2 separate regions of the Mus musculus genome follow, and region 2 is linked to region 1. A link is a contact called in public HiChIP or PLAC-seq data. All regions are on one chromosome and are shown on one strand. Each heading gives the region's core, a stretch centred on a gene start, on an enhancer-like site or on the middle of the called end of the contact. The rest is flanking DNA. Distances are from core to core; before and after follow the strand shown.

The links. HiChIP or PLAC-seq counts read pairs in DNA pulled down with a chosen protein or histone mark.
Region 2: an H3K4me3 HiChIP or PLAC-seq map of embryonic midbrain shows a contact between it and region 1, with 4 times the contacts expected there. The contact joins two enhancer-like sites. A contact is called at or near these places in 1 of 15 datasets of contacts at CTCF or cohesin (the NIH/3T3 cell line), 1 of 484 Hi-C or Micro-C datasets (the N1E-115 cell line) and 1 of 115 datasets of contacts at active chromatin or transcription factors (embryonic midbrain).

Annotation. Positions count from the first base shown.
Region 1 is chr9:49,871,450-49,878,206 of GRCm38.p6, forward strand. No RefSeq gene overlaps it. Among named protein-coding and RNA genes, the nearest start is that of Gm25633, 49 kb to the left of the region's middle. Within about 2 kb of position 2,327, at least 114 of the 459 cell types and tissues checked have an H3K27ac peak or open chromatin away from gene starts, as enhancers often do.
Region 2 is chr9:50,421,701-50,427,701 of GRCm38.p6, forward strand. No RefSeq gene overlaps it. Among named protein-coding and RNA genes, the nearest start is that of Gm38579, 32 kb to the left of the region's middle. Within about 2 kb of position 4,556, at least 8 of the 459 cell types and tissues checked have an H3K27ac peak or open chromatin away from gene starts, as enhancers often do.

The DNA of each region.
Region 1 (6,757 bases), core at 1,077-3,576:
ACCCTGGCATGCATCTGATTCCTTTCTGTAGTAAAGCCACCAGCATGCATCCAGGCATCCAAGTCCTAGATGCACTACTGTTTGTAGATCCTTCCTTCACACTGTATCAATAGCCAGTCCACAAGTCATCTTCCTAATGCTTTCTTCTGTCTCTCAACTTCTTTTTTAATTTCTCTTCCTGAAATGTTTCAGTTATGTCCCACACGGGTCCTTGGCTCCAGATTGGTACCCCTGAGGTTCAGATGGAACATTAGTACCATCTCATATCTTGCTTAATACTCTCCGTAGACTCTTCATTGGACAAAGCAATGGGTACTTTTTAACCGTTGCAGGATGTTTTTCATTGGGGCCCCAAAGCATGAGGTAAGAACTGAGTCCCCAATGAGTTCCCTGCTTGGTCAGTTACTGTCTTCATCTCTGGCAACACTAAAGAGCTCAGTGCCTATTTGAGTCGTGTGAAATACAATGCCACAGAGTGTTCAAGTCACTTCACATGTTCCATGAGCTGGCTCTGCGCTCTCTTCTGCGGGTTACCTGTTCTTCTTCTTCTTGCCACTCTCTCCCTCACACTGTAGTTGGGTACCAGGATGACTGACCTGCTCCAAGCTTCTCACGGATTCAATGCTCCAGGCTCTCATTGTCTTGTCCATGCCAACCCCATGCTAGGACACCTTCCTCTCCTCAGTTTCCTCAGCCCCTCAAGATCCTGGGCAGACAGTGACTCCTACCATACATAGGCTCCTCTAAACCCCATGTTGGGCCAGCTGTCTTTGTTCTCTGTTCCATGAACTTCATGGGCATAACTTGTCCTGAGGTGGACTGTGCACATGGTCTCCTCCAGGAGACTGTTAGATCCATGAAGAGCAGACTGTAGCTCATTCATCTGTCTTTGGCTCCTGACATGGTGCCTGTGCCTGGTATGTAGTGAATGTCTGGTCAGTCTTACTGAGCTGCGGAGCATGGAACTCAGAGCATGTCTCTTCCCTGCTCTCTGCACATCACCCACATCCTACGGTGTCACCTGAAAGTCACTGAGCACTTCTTTACCCTGTGACTGCAGACTGGGGATACTGGGAACTTTTCTCGGGGAACTCAGGCTGACTGGTAAGGACCAGACCAATGGCGTTCACTTCCTCTTCTGCTTCTCTCCTCCCCTTCCCCATCTCCTCTTACTCACTTCCTGTCCCCTCCCACTAAGTCTAACGCAACATCAGTACCTATCACAGAGAAAAATGACATGAGATACCCCCTATGCAGGGCCAGTGAGCAGTGAAAGTGGGATGCCGAGTCTTTAAGTGATGGGCAGCTTTTGGAGGAAGAGATGGGGGTAGGGATGGACTTGTTTCTGCAAATGGACCTGAGCTTCTTCATCCATTCTCTCTGACTGGAGCCTGTCTGAGTCACTTAGCACCCAAGACTCAGAGGACAGAAAGACCTTGGTCATAGTGTTCTTGGGGGATGGGGTCAGTAGTTAGATCACATTTTCAAACCAATGTAAAAATTATGTCAGCGCTTAACTGTGTCCTGTTCAGTTTATATACTCACAGTCTGTCTAACTCCTACCTTTCAGAATATGACTGATAATAGTCTTTATAGGGGTAAATGAGGCCATTAGAGGGAGTTCTAACCCAATGTGACTAGTGTCCTTACAAGTCAAGCGAATTTGGACAAAGATATAATTACAGAGAGGAGACCAGGAAATGACTTCTCAAGAGGCCACAGAGGAAAGCAGCCCACATCTGGATCTCAATTTTTTTGGCTTCCAGTTGTTTGAGAGGATACATACCAGTGGTTGAGGATACCACTATGAGCCATTTTAGTACAGCGGGCCTAGCAATCAGTTAGGCGTATTCGAGAGATCTTGGGGGCTATGACAGGCCTGACTGTTGTTATATCATCTCTTGGAGGGTTTCCTGATATATCCCCATAGGCTCCTGGTGCCTATTTTAAGGAGCCTTTTGATTTCATAGTCTCCCTCCCCCCCCACCCCCCGCCCCTGCTCTCCCTGGTGCCTGTGTAAAGGTGCTGGGATTACCAACTCTATCTCAACTAGGCTTTAAACATCATCCTGCCTTTCACATTTGCAGGGCCTGAGACAGGGATGGTGCCCAGTAAACAAAGAGTGACTTGATGAGTGGGCTTTGCTCAGGGTGTTTCCCACCAGTAGCTCTCCTGCTTACACACTGCCCTGTCTTGGGGCTTTCAGCTCCCTTCCTCTCCAGGGCCCTGGCAATGATGGGAAACAGCCCTCAGAGGGAGGAGGTTAGAGATGCAGTGGCCTAGATGGACGAAGCAAGATGATTGGTCCTTGTCTTGTCAAATGATATGATTGGCTGGCTTGCTGGCTGAATATACCCCCGTGATTGGCTCTCCAGGCAGTAAAGGAGGAGAATGAATCCCTTCCCTTCAGGCGGTTCCTGCCAGCTTTCTGGGTGGATGAGCAGAGTCTGTGGTTGCTGAGCTTGCTTGTCAAGTCTGTTTGCTTCAGCCTCAAGGTGCAGAAACTACACACAGCCCAGAGCACCCGGCTCTTCTCCAGACCCGCAGGAAGGGGATTAGCTGCGGGTCAGTAGGGGTCTAACACAATCTTTCTCTGTCGGGCAAACAAAACAACTATTGATATTGCTGCTTTCTGGTCTTAACCCTTTTAACTGGGGGCAGAAAATCAAACCATCTACACCCCGGGCCCTCTCTGTTTCTCTTCTGCTTTGGATTCTTTCTCCCTCTCAGGATTGGACCCGTGCTTTCTTTTTCCTGCAAGTTAAAACTGTAGCTTTTCACCTGGTCTGCCAAATCAGAAAGGATTAGCAAGGAGGCGAGGCTACCCATCCTTAGCGGTCTTGGCGTGCTCCCTGCTATTCTAGCAGCCCCAGCAATATTGGGAAGTCTGCAAAATGGTAATCATTATCATTATAATTATGTTTTCAAAACTGTATTATTAATTAATTAATGAGTTAATTAATTTTTGTCTCACATTTTACAAGAAATGTCCATTGGGGCATTCAGTGGCTTGATCAATATTGAAGAGGTTGCTATACACCTAGGGGACTTACAGACCCAATAGCTGAGGTGCGGGTATACCACTGTGGATTTGGGGAAAGAGCTGTGTATTAATGCACTCAAGGCATTCCACAAGCTTAATTCCACAGAGTGGAAAATCATCACCCAGTCCTTCTTTTCTGACTTGTCTCAGAAACTTATTCCTTGTGCTCACTGGGCATGCATCTGCTCCCTGGGAGGCTTCTGATCTGGACAGGACTCAGTAAGTAACATCTGTGGTTCTAGGTGAGGATAATGGCTGGCAGGGCATACCTTCTTTCTTTGCTTTTACACTCTGGCAGAGGCCTGGAAAGCTGAGCCCACTCATTGGCCATTTTCTCCAAGGGACTTTCCCCGAGCGACCCACTTCAACATTTATGCCAGGCTTCATGTCCTTGACACTTTCCTGGTCCATTCTTGATCTCCTGTTGTGCCAGGTAGACTTCCCATGTGTTCATTTCAGTCTGGTCAAAATGGCACTGAGTTTAAAAATATAAATAGTAAAACTGCTTTTCGGGGGGGGGGGGACCAAATAACTAGGCTGAATAAACAGATATGTCCGATGGTGGCCTGACCTTGGACTTGATCCCAGTCATTCCTCATGAGTCATCTCTAACCATTGCAAGTTGGGTCTCTGCATACCAGTGGAGGTACCTGTTATGAGTGACAGAAGCTACAGGCCTTACTTACTCATGGGAAACATCCTTAACAAAGAGTTTCACATGACCCTAGTAGCCAGTAAGCACCCTCTAGATGACAGGAGCCATGGCTGTTAGCCAAGAGTGGAAGGGGACAATGAAAGAAGGCTTCAATACATTTCCTTCAAGTTCCCAGGAACATCCTTCTCAGTTGGGGTTCACACTTGTCTATCCTAAGGGACAAGGAGTCTCTACTGACTGTCAGTTGACGATGGAGATCCCATGGGAGGCAGGGATGTAGGGATGTGTCTCTTGAACCTTTTGTGCTGTAGTAACTTGAATGATCCTTCTGAGACCTGTGTGTTTTGTGCTCTTGGACTGAACTTGAGCTTTTACCAGTGACTAATCCAGGTGACCACTAAAGACTTGCTCACTCTGATTGCCTAGGTCTCAAACATCATCACACAGGAGTCATACAGGAGTGATTTAAAGCATCAGAAATCTGTGCTGGGGTGATGGCTTAGTCTATAAAGAGCCTGCTGAGCAAGCTTGGCATGGTGGTACACATCTGGAACTTTAGCTCCCAGAGGATGGAGACAGGCAGATCCAGGAAGTTTATAGGACATCCAACCTAGGTAATCAGTGATGCCGTCTCAAAAATCAGGTCTGGTGGGGCTGGGAAGATGGCTGAACAAGTAAAATGCTTGCCAACCAAACATAAGAACTGGAGGAAGGAGGATCTGGATCCTCAGTACCCAGGTAAATCTTTGGTAGGTATGAGTAGCCGGCCTGTGATCCCAGTGCAGGAAGCAGACACAGGGAATCCTTTTGCACAAGCTGGATAATCAGACTACATAAATTGGTGAGCTCTGAGTTCAAGTGAGAGACCCAAGCCTGAGTATATAAGGTAGGAACAGTTAAAGAAGAAACCAGATGTCAACCTCTGGCCTCCATAAGCCTGTATATGTGTCTTACTTTTGATTTCATTGTTATGAAAAGACATCATGTCCAAAGCAACTCTTATAAAGGACAATATTTAATTGGGGCTCATCATCAAGGCAGGAAGCATGGCAGCATCCAGGCAGGCATGGTGCTGGAGAAACCGAGAGCTCTACATCTTGTTCTGAAAGCAAACAGAAGAAAACTGACTTTTCCACATTGGGCAGAGCTTCAAAGCCCACCCCCACAGTGACATACTTCATCCAAACAAGACTACACTTCCTAACAATGCCATTCCCTATGGGCCAAACATATTCAAACCACCACATTCTACTCCCTTGCCCCCATAGGCTTGTTCAAACACACGAATCTATGGGGGCCATACCTAGTTAGGCATAGCATAATCCTAAATACATTTAGTTGAACTTCAAAAGTCCCATAGTTTCAAACAGTCTCAATAATGTTTAAAGTCCAAATTTTAAAGTCTCTTCTGAGATTCATTCAATCTCTTAACTGTAATACCCCTATAAATTTAAAAAGTAGATCACATACATCCAACATCACAGTATATACATTACTACTTTAAACGATGTAGTGAGAAAATCCTGAACAAAACCAAGAACAAAAACCAGTTAGGCAAACTCCAAACTTTGTATCTCCATGTCTGATGTCCAATTCTTTTCAGCATTGATGATTGCAATAAACTTCTTTCTCTTGGGCTGGTTCCATTCCCTATTAGCAGCTTTCCTCAGCAGGTATCCCATGAGTCTGGCATTTCTAACATCTTGGGGTATCCTAGGCAACTTCAGCTTCACAGCTTCTTGTTCCAGTGTCTGGGATCTATACATGATGTGTGATCTTCTGGGTTCCTCCAAAGGGCTTGGGTCATATTTCCTGCTCTGTCCTCTGTAGCACTCCAAGGTCTGGTTGATTCCACTCCATTGCTGATGCTATTCTTGGTGATCATCTTGATACTGGCGTCTCCAATACACTGGAGTCTTCTGCTGCAATTAGGCTTCATCAATAGCCTCTCATAGGCTCCCTTTATGGTACCAAGCTTCAACTTCTTTGCATGACCCCTTAGTCCTAGGCCCAGTTGAACCTGAGGCTGCCCCTTCACCAATCGTTTTCCCTGGCCTCTCACAGTGCCAAGCCTCAGCTGTTCTTCATGACCCCTCATGCCTTCAAAACCAGTATCACCTAGGTGACTCTTACACATTACCAAGTCCAGCTGCAGCACAAGGTAAAACCTTAGCTATCTCTGGAGCATGAATTCTTTATGTTCTTAGAAAACACTTCCCAGATTGCAGCTCAGTGATTCTGGTCTCTTCCTAATCATTGCTAATTTCTTAGCTCCAGCTAACCAGCATCAATTGTCCCAGTAGTCTCTTCTATTCTTGACTCTAAAGCCAGAGCTAAATCACCAAAGCTGCTGAGTTCTGGTGCTGGCACATGGTCTCCTTGTTCTACTACATTATCACCAGCGTTCTGTTTTCCAACTCCTTCACACTGCTTATTCTTGGCTACCCTGGAATGTGCTCTGCAGATTGACCTAGAGTTCTTCATGGCTGTGTCTTCTGAATGCTGGGATTAAAGGCATGGCATCCCCATGCCTGGACTTACGCGTTTCTTCATCTAGAACTTGCTCTGTCCCAGGCTGGTCTGGAACTCAGAGATCTGCTTGCCTTTGTCTCCAAGGTGTGTACCACCATGCCTGGGCCTAAGTTTTGAATAACATCACATGATATAACTCCCCCTCATACAACTGCAAATGTAAAAACAATAAGATTAGCTGGGTAGGATCTTGCCTCAAGGTGACCAGTTCCTAAATTCCATTTAATATCCTTGAACATGGGATTCCGGTTCATTCCGTTTCCTGGTGCGCCTTTACTCTTTGAATCATACTTTTCGTATTTTTTTTTCCTTTCTATGCTTGATACTGTTCATTAAAATGTTCTTCATCCGAGTGAATTTTAGTAACCACACAACAGAATTTATACCAGGCTGTTCTTGGACTTGCTTTGTCAAAGCAATTAATCTAAATCTCTTCACCTTAGCCTCAGGCAAACTCTTTGGACGATGGCAAAAAGCACCACATTCTTCACTAAAATATCACAAAAACAGTCTCTAGGCCACATACT
Region 2 (6,001 bases), core at 3,306-5,805, 550 kb after region 1:
TGCAGGTCTCCACTTCACACATGCTTAGTCCTCCAGCTGCGACTGCTCAGGGCCCTCAGCTGTTCCCAGCAGTCCAGACCACCTCTTTCATCTGCCCTGTTTTGTGTAACAAGCCCCAGGAGGCTGGCGCTCTAAGCCTGCAGTGACCATCAGAGGGCTGGAAACTCTTTCACCTGTGCAGGAGGTGAAAGGGCTTCGCAGAGCAGTGTTTACCCACATCCGACTCCAGCCTGGCACCAGGTGGCACCTCCGTCCTCCCTCCCTCCCTCGCCAATCTGTTCCGGCCCTGCGCCTCCCAGCCGCGACTGCTCAGGTTAAGGAACATCAAGATGGAAACGTGCCACTTGATTAAGATAAAAATAAAATAATCAAAATATGTACCACGTTCCTCCTCAGAACAGATGGCCGGGGAGCTTGCCTCATAACGTGGAGCATCAAATATGAATCAGAGGCTCATCTTCCCGCATAATCAAGAACTTGCTCGATGTTTGTGCAACAGCCAGGCGGGAGTTGGAGATGCTATCGGCGAAGGTTGAGAAATGACAAGGAATCCACTCGTGTCACAAGCCACTCAGTCTGTGGGTTAACACCAGTCTCTGTCAGATCCCCTGTCGGTATGTGGGGCTGCTATGAGCATGTGAAATAAATGACAGATGTTTCTAGAGGGCCCGAAGCAGCCCTCCACCACACGACACCCATTAATGCTCCTTCCAAAGAGGGTCCCCACTACTCTGTGCTTTTTATCTCACACAGACATCCCCGTCTAGACACTTGTCACCCCACCCCACCCCAATGACATCACCCAAACCCATTGTGCCACGATTTATGTGTTTGCGTGTTTCCATTCCCTTGAGCTCCTTGAGAGCAGAGATCATTTCTTATGTGACTTGATAAGCCGGGGCCTAGCAAAGGCCTAAATCAATGTTTGGTGAATAAATGAATAAAAATAATCAGAATTATTCAGAGTCTCTTAGCTCGTCTGGCTTCCTCTGCTGTAGTCACTCCGCTCCACTGGACCACCAGCTTAAATCTTTTCAAAACCTTCAATAAGACAGATCTGTCTGTACTATGAAATTATTACTAAAATATATGGAAAAGTAAAAGAAAAAAGAGAGAGGGATACAGAATAATGTGTGCTAAAGATGTAGATAATTGATTTAGGATGAAGGGAGAGATATAGTGCACACACACACACACACTCACACACACACTCACACACACACTCACACACACACACACACACAAACACACATTCACACACACTCATACACACACATTCAATATCCCTGAGCTATCCAAGGAGTACACAAGGAAGTCACTCATGTGCCACCCTATCTTTCTCGTGTGTGTGTGTGTGTGTGTGTGTGTGTGTTCCTCAATATTTCCAAGATATCCAAGAAAGTGAAAAAATAATTCAGAGAACGGTCTCAGGGAAGATAAAGAAGTCTGTTTTTTCATTTACATATCCCTCTGGACCCCTAATTTTAACCTTGCATATGAATTTCTCCCTTTCAATTTACAAGTCAGTTAATAATAGTCATTTTAAGAACCACGAGTCAAATAACTCCCCTGCTCAAACATATTCAACGCTTGCCCGTTTCCCTCAAGTCGGTTATGCTCTTAAACCCCAACTTGATTTACCAACCTGTGCTTGGTTAAACCTCTCCGCAGACCCTCTCATGAGTTAAGCAAGTCTCTATGCCATGGGAGCACGTGCATCATCAGGGCTGTTCACAAATGTCCCAGTTCACCTTTCAGCCATGGGGCAGGGTTGTATTTCTCTGCTTCTCTGGAACTAACAGTGCCACACCCCTTACTGGGCATGGGCAGGCAGTGGTGGAAGCACACAGAGCCTACAGTAGACATCTCTTAGGACGTGTCCCTGACCCTTGCCTCCTGACATCTGTCCACTTGTGTGACCTCCTCTCCTTGAGCGTAGGCTGAACCTGGTGGCTAGCGTATAACGAACAGACAATAGCAAAAGCAACGTTCACTCATCTCCCTCTCTTCCCCTTCCCACGTCCACACTTCACCTACCAAGAAACTACAGTTGCCCTCCAGCCTCCGATGCAGCGAGTCCTGCCAATGACCACGTGAATGAACTTGGAAGTACATCCTAGGACCAGCGGGAACTTGAGATGACCATGTCCCCAGGAGACACTTTGACTGTGGTCTTATTAAAGAGCCTGAGCCAGAAACCCAGCCAGACCACATCCAGATCCCTGACTTCAAAATGGCGACATTGGTAGTGTATGTTACTTAAAGCCGCTAGTTTTAGGCTATTGTGCTGTGCGGCAACAGTCACTGACCCTTGCTGTCCCCTTGATGGATACGTGTGAGATAGTCAAGGAAGACGACTTTGACTGGACATGGTGTCTCATGCCTATAATTCCAGCACCTGAGAGAGAACTGAGTTCAAGGTCAGCCTGGGCTACACAAAGAGACCCTGCAGAAGACAGCAAGACTAAGACAGCCTATGTATTTGAACAGACATTCTTAAGAGAACAGAGGGATGCCTTCCCTTCTTCCAGTGTCAGGCGCTTGGCCAGATGCTATGTGCTCATTTTTAACTTTCAAACCAGCCTCCCAGCCTATATTGTCCTTAACTTAGCAAATGAGCAAACTGGAACAAACCGTGTTTAAGTGATTTGTCTGAGAGCAGGGCATGAACAAACAGCAGGCATAACAACAAGCACAGATCTGCCCCTCTCTAAAGCATCTCCACCGTGCCTGCACACGTGGACTCCCATACCGGTACACACAGAACCGACCATGCCAGCACACAAGAAATGGATCTTCAGGGACAAAGATCATGAGGAAAACCCAGGGTCAGGTTCTAGCTCCACACACAGCTTCTTGCCCACAGCTCCAAAGAGGATGTGAGGAAGCCACTCACAGACCACCTTCTCCTTCAGCTGAGGCCCATTCTGACCCATCCTCAGGAAAGGCTAAACTTTGCTGGGAACAATACCAAATGAGAAGCGGGGAGGGATGTTCCTGGTTCAATAGATGCTCAGACTTTCAAGATAGGGAGCATTAAAGCAAGCTTCAGTCCTTCTGAGCTGAGGGTCTAAACGGCCTCAGCATTCACCCACGAAATGGTCCTTGTCTTCAGACCCCTCCAGTAGGAGCCAAAAAACCCTGGAAGAACTAATGGGCCATGAGCCAAGACATCTCCCACATGACTCCTCTATCCAAGCAACACCGAATACTCCAAACCCACATTCCTAAGAGTCACCTCAGTATTTTGATTCAAACCCACGATAAACTTGTGGGTTCAACAAAGGAAGAAATTGATGTTTTAATACAACTCATTATGGCACCTTTATTAACCGCAGAAATAGAGAGAGGATATAAAATAGAAAGATTAGTTTAAAATCAACACTGTGCTGGTAAGGGCAGCACGAGATTCCGTGAACATTAATTGCTAGGTAGTCTCATTACTGATTAAATAAGAAATCTCAAATACCATTAAACAATTGTGATTAAATGCACGTCATTCCTAATTGAATGTGTGGTTTATTGCCTTCCTCTGAATCGGCAGGTCACCTTCCTGTTTTGTGCCTTTGGAAAGGGCACATCTATGCGGTAACAGCATCGTGCAGTATTTCTGAGAGCTGGAATCCCTCTGAGTTGTATCCTAAAACATGGCTGCATGTACAGCTGAGGAAGGAGGGTGCCCCACAGTAGGGAATCTGGGATGATAAAAAGGAAACCCCATTTCATGTCACATACATTTCCTCTCCTCTCCTTACTCAGCTCTGGCTTTCTGAGGCCGGGGGTGGGGTGGGGGCTTACAGTCTATCTGCCTTTGGAGTCATTTGAGAACTGGGGGAGTCGCTATCTTCATGGTTTACAGAGGGAACTCTGCACCCTGCAAACTCGCTCTAACGAGGCAGAGACTGTGGGGCAACAGAAAACCTGAGGTTTGCTCTCTCCCCTGGGCAGTGTCTGCCAAAGGTCACCCTCTGGGGTTTTCCAAACACAAGGATACTAAATTGATCCTTGACCCTTCGGATCTGACCTTTCTGATTCACACGTCCTACTCTGCTCATCCCTTGGCTGGGACTAAGCACCAAGATGAAACAGGAGAAATGTCATGTCGTGTGCCTATGGGCTCTATTGTCCCACGTGACACACCATCCTGTGAGGGACCTAAAGAGTAACAGTCCCAGCCCCAACTTGAAAAACGTTACACAGTAAATTGTTCTTGCCAGGAAAGAGATGGGGTGGGAGGGGACAGGAGAGGGGGGTGAGAATAGAAATCCTAAATTTCAAATCTGGTGACATCACTACTCCAGGTAACAGCTGGAATTTCCCCACTTATGAAACCTTCCCAGCCTCTCCCTCTCCCACACCCTCTCCCCTCCTGTACCCTCTCCCTCCAGTGGCATCTACACTGCACCTCACCGACCCTCATAGACACCACTGTGTTTGCTTTTGCAGTCTGTTCCCCCTAGATGCTCTTGTCACTGTTGGGAAATTACTGCACTTGACACTTCTTCAGAGTGGCAAACAGGGATTTGTTTCCTCTGGGTAGCACTGCCTTGCCACCAGGGGTCAGTCAACGCATCTCATATGCCAGATACCAGGGCTGTGCAGTCTAACAGTCTGCTGGTAAGTACTGATTTGTGCAGGTGATGACCACGTGGTGCCAGGAGAGATAGATGTAGGCATGAAGTCCCTACACTCCAGAGGAACATAATGAAACCAGAGCCATCCCCAAAAGCTGTCCACTGTCTGAAACAGCAGACTGGCCTAGGCAGGGAGCTATTGGAGGCACCACAGTGATAGGTGCTGAACGTAACACCTAACCTGGTGTACTGGCTAATTTTTTGTCAACTTGACACAGCTGGAGTTATCACAGAGAAAGGAGCATCAGTTGAGGAAATGCCTCCCTGAGATCCAGCTGCAAGGCATTTTCTCAATTAGTGATCAAGGGGGAAAGGCCCCTTGTGGGTGGTACCATCTCTGGGCTGGTAGTCTTGGGTTCTATAAGAAAGCAAGCTGAGCAAGCCAGTGGAAGCAAGCCAGTAAGAATATCCCTCCATGGCTTCTACATCAGCTCCTGCTTTCTGACCTGCTTGAGTTCCAGTCCTGACTTCCTTTGGTGATGAACAGCAGTATGGATGTATAGGCTGAATAAACCCTTTCCTCCCCAACTTGCTTCTTGGTCATGATGTTTGTGCAGGAATAGAAACCCTGACTAAGACACCTGGCTTAAAAGGGTCATCAGTAGGTGACTGTTGGATGGATGGATGGATGGATGGATGGATGAAGGAAGGGAGGGATGGAGGGATAGAGGAAAGGGGGGATAGAGGGAGGGAGGGATGGGTAGAGGGATGGAGGGAGGGAGAGAGGGAGGGAGGGATGAAGAGAGGGAGGAGTGGATGGAGGGAGAGATGAAGGGATAAAGGGAGGGATAGGGAGATGGAGAGAAAGATGGATGAATAGATGGAGGGTTAGATGGAGAGAGGTGTGGATGAATTGATGGAAAGATGATCTTAACTTTATCTCTGTATGTAATATTCTACAAGCCTATGGTCCAAGGGCTGTGGGTGATGTCAACTTTAATTAGGACTGCTTGTTAAGAGCAAACAAGTTTGTGATAGGGTGGGAGAGGTGAGCGGAATCTGCAGGGTAGCTAGGCCCTCCTTAGAGTTCCCAAAATAACAGGGCTGAGGTGGCCCTGGGAAGGGACAGAGAAGGAAGTGGCTGCATCAGCTTGCCCCACCCTCCCACTCTGCAGCTGCAGCTCTCCCATCCCTGGGTCCCTCTGCCTCCCTCCCATTCTCAGAAAGAACAAGACACAGCAAGGCTAGAGAAAGAAAGTGCCCCTGGTCACTCCTTCTGTGTTGATAGACATAGACAGAAAAGGCTGGGGCTGAGACAGCCGCTGCTGCTTTTCTGGCCAGCCTTCTGGGGTGGAGAAAGCCTCTGCACTTCTGTGAGCCAGAAATAAATGATGGAGGAAGGACTGCGGCTCGATTGACAGGCTGCT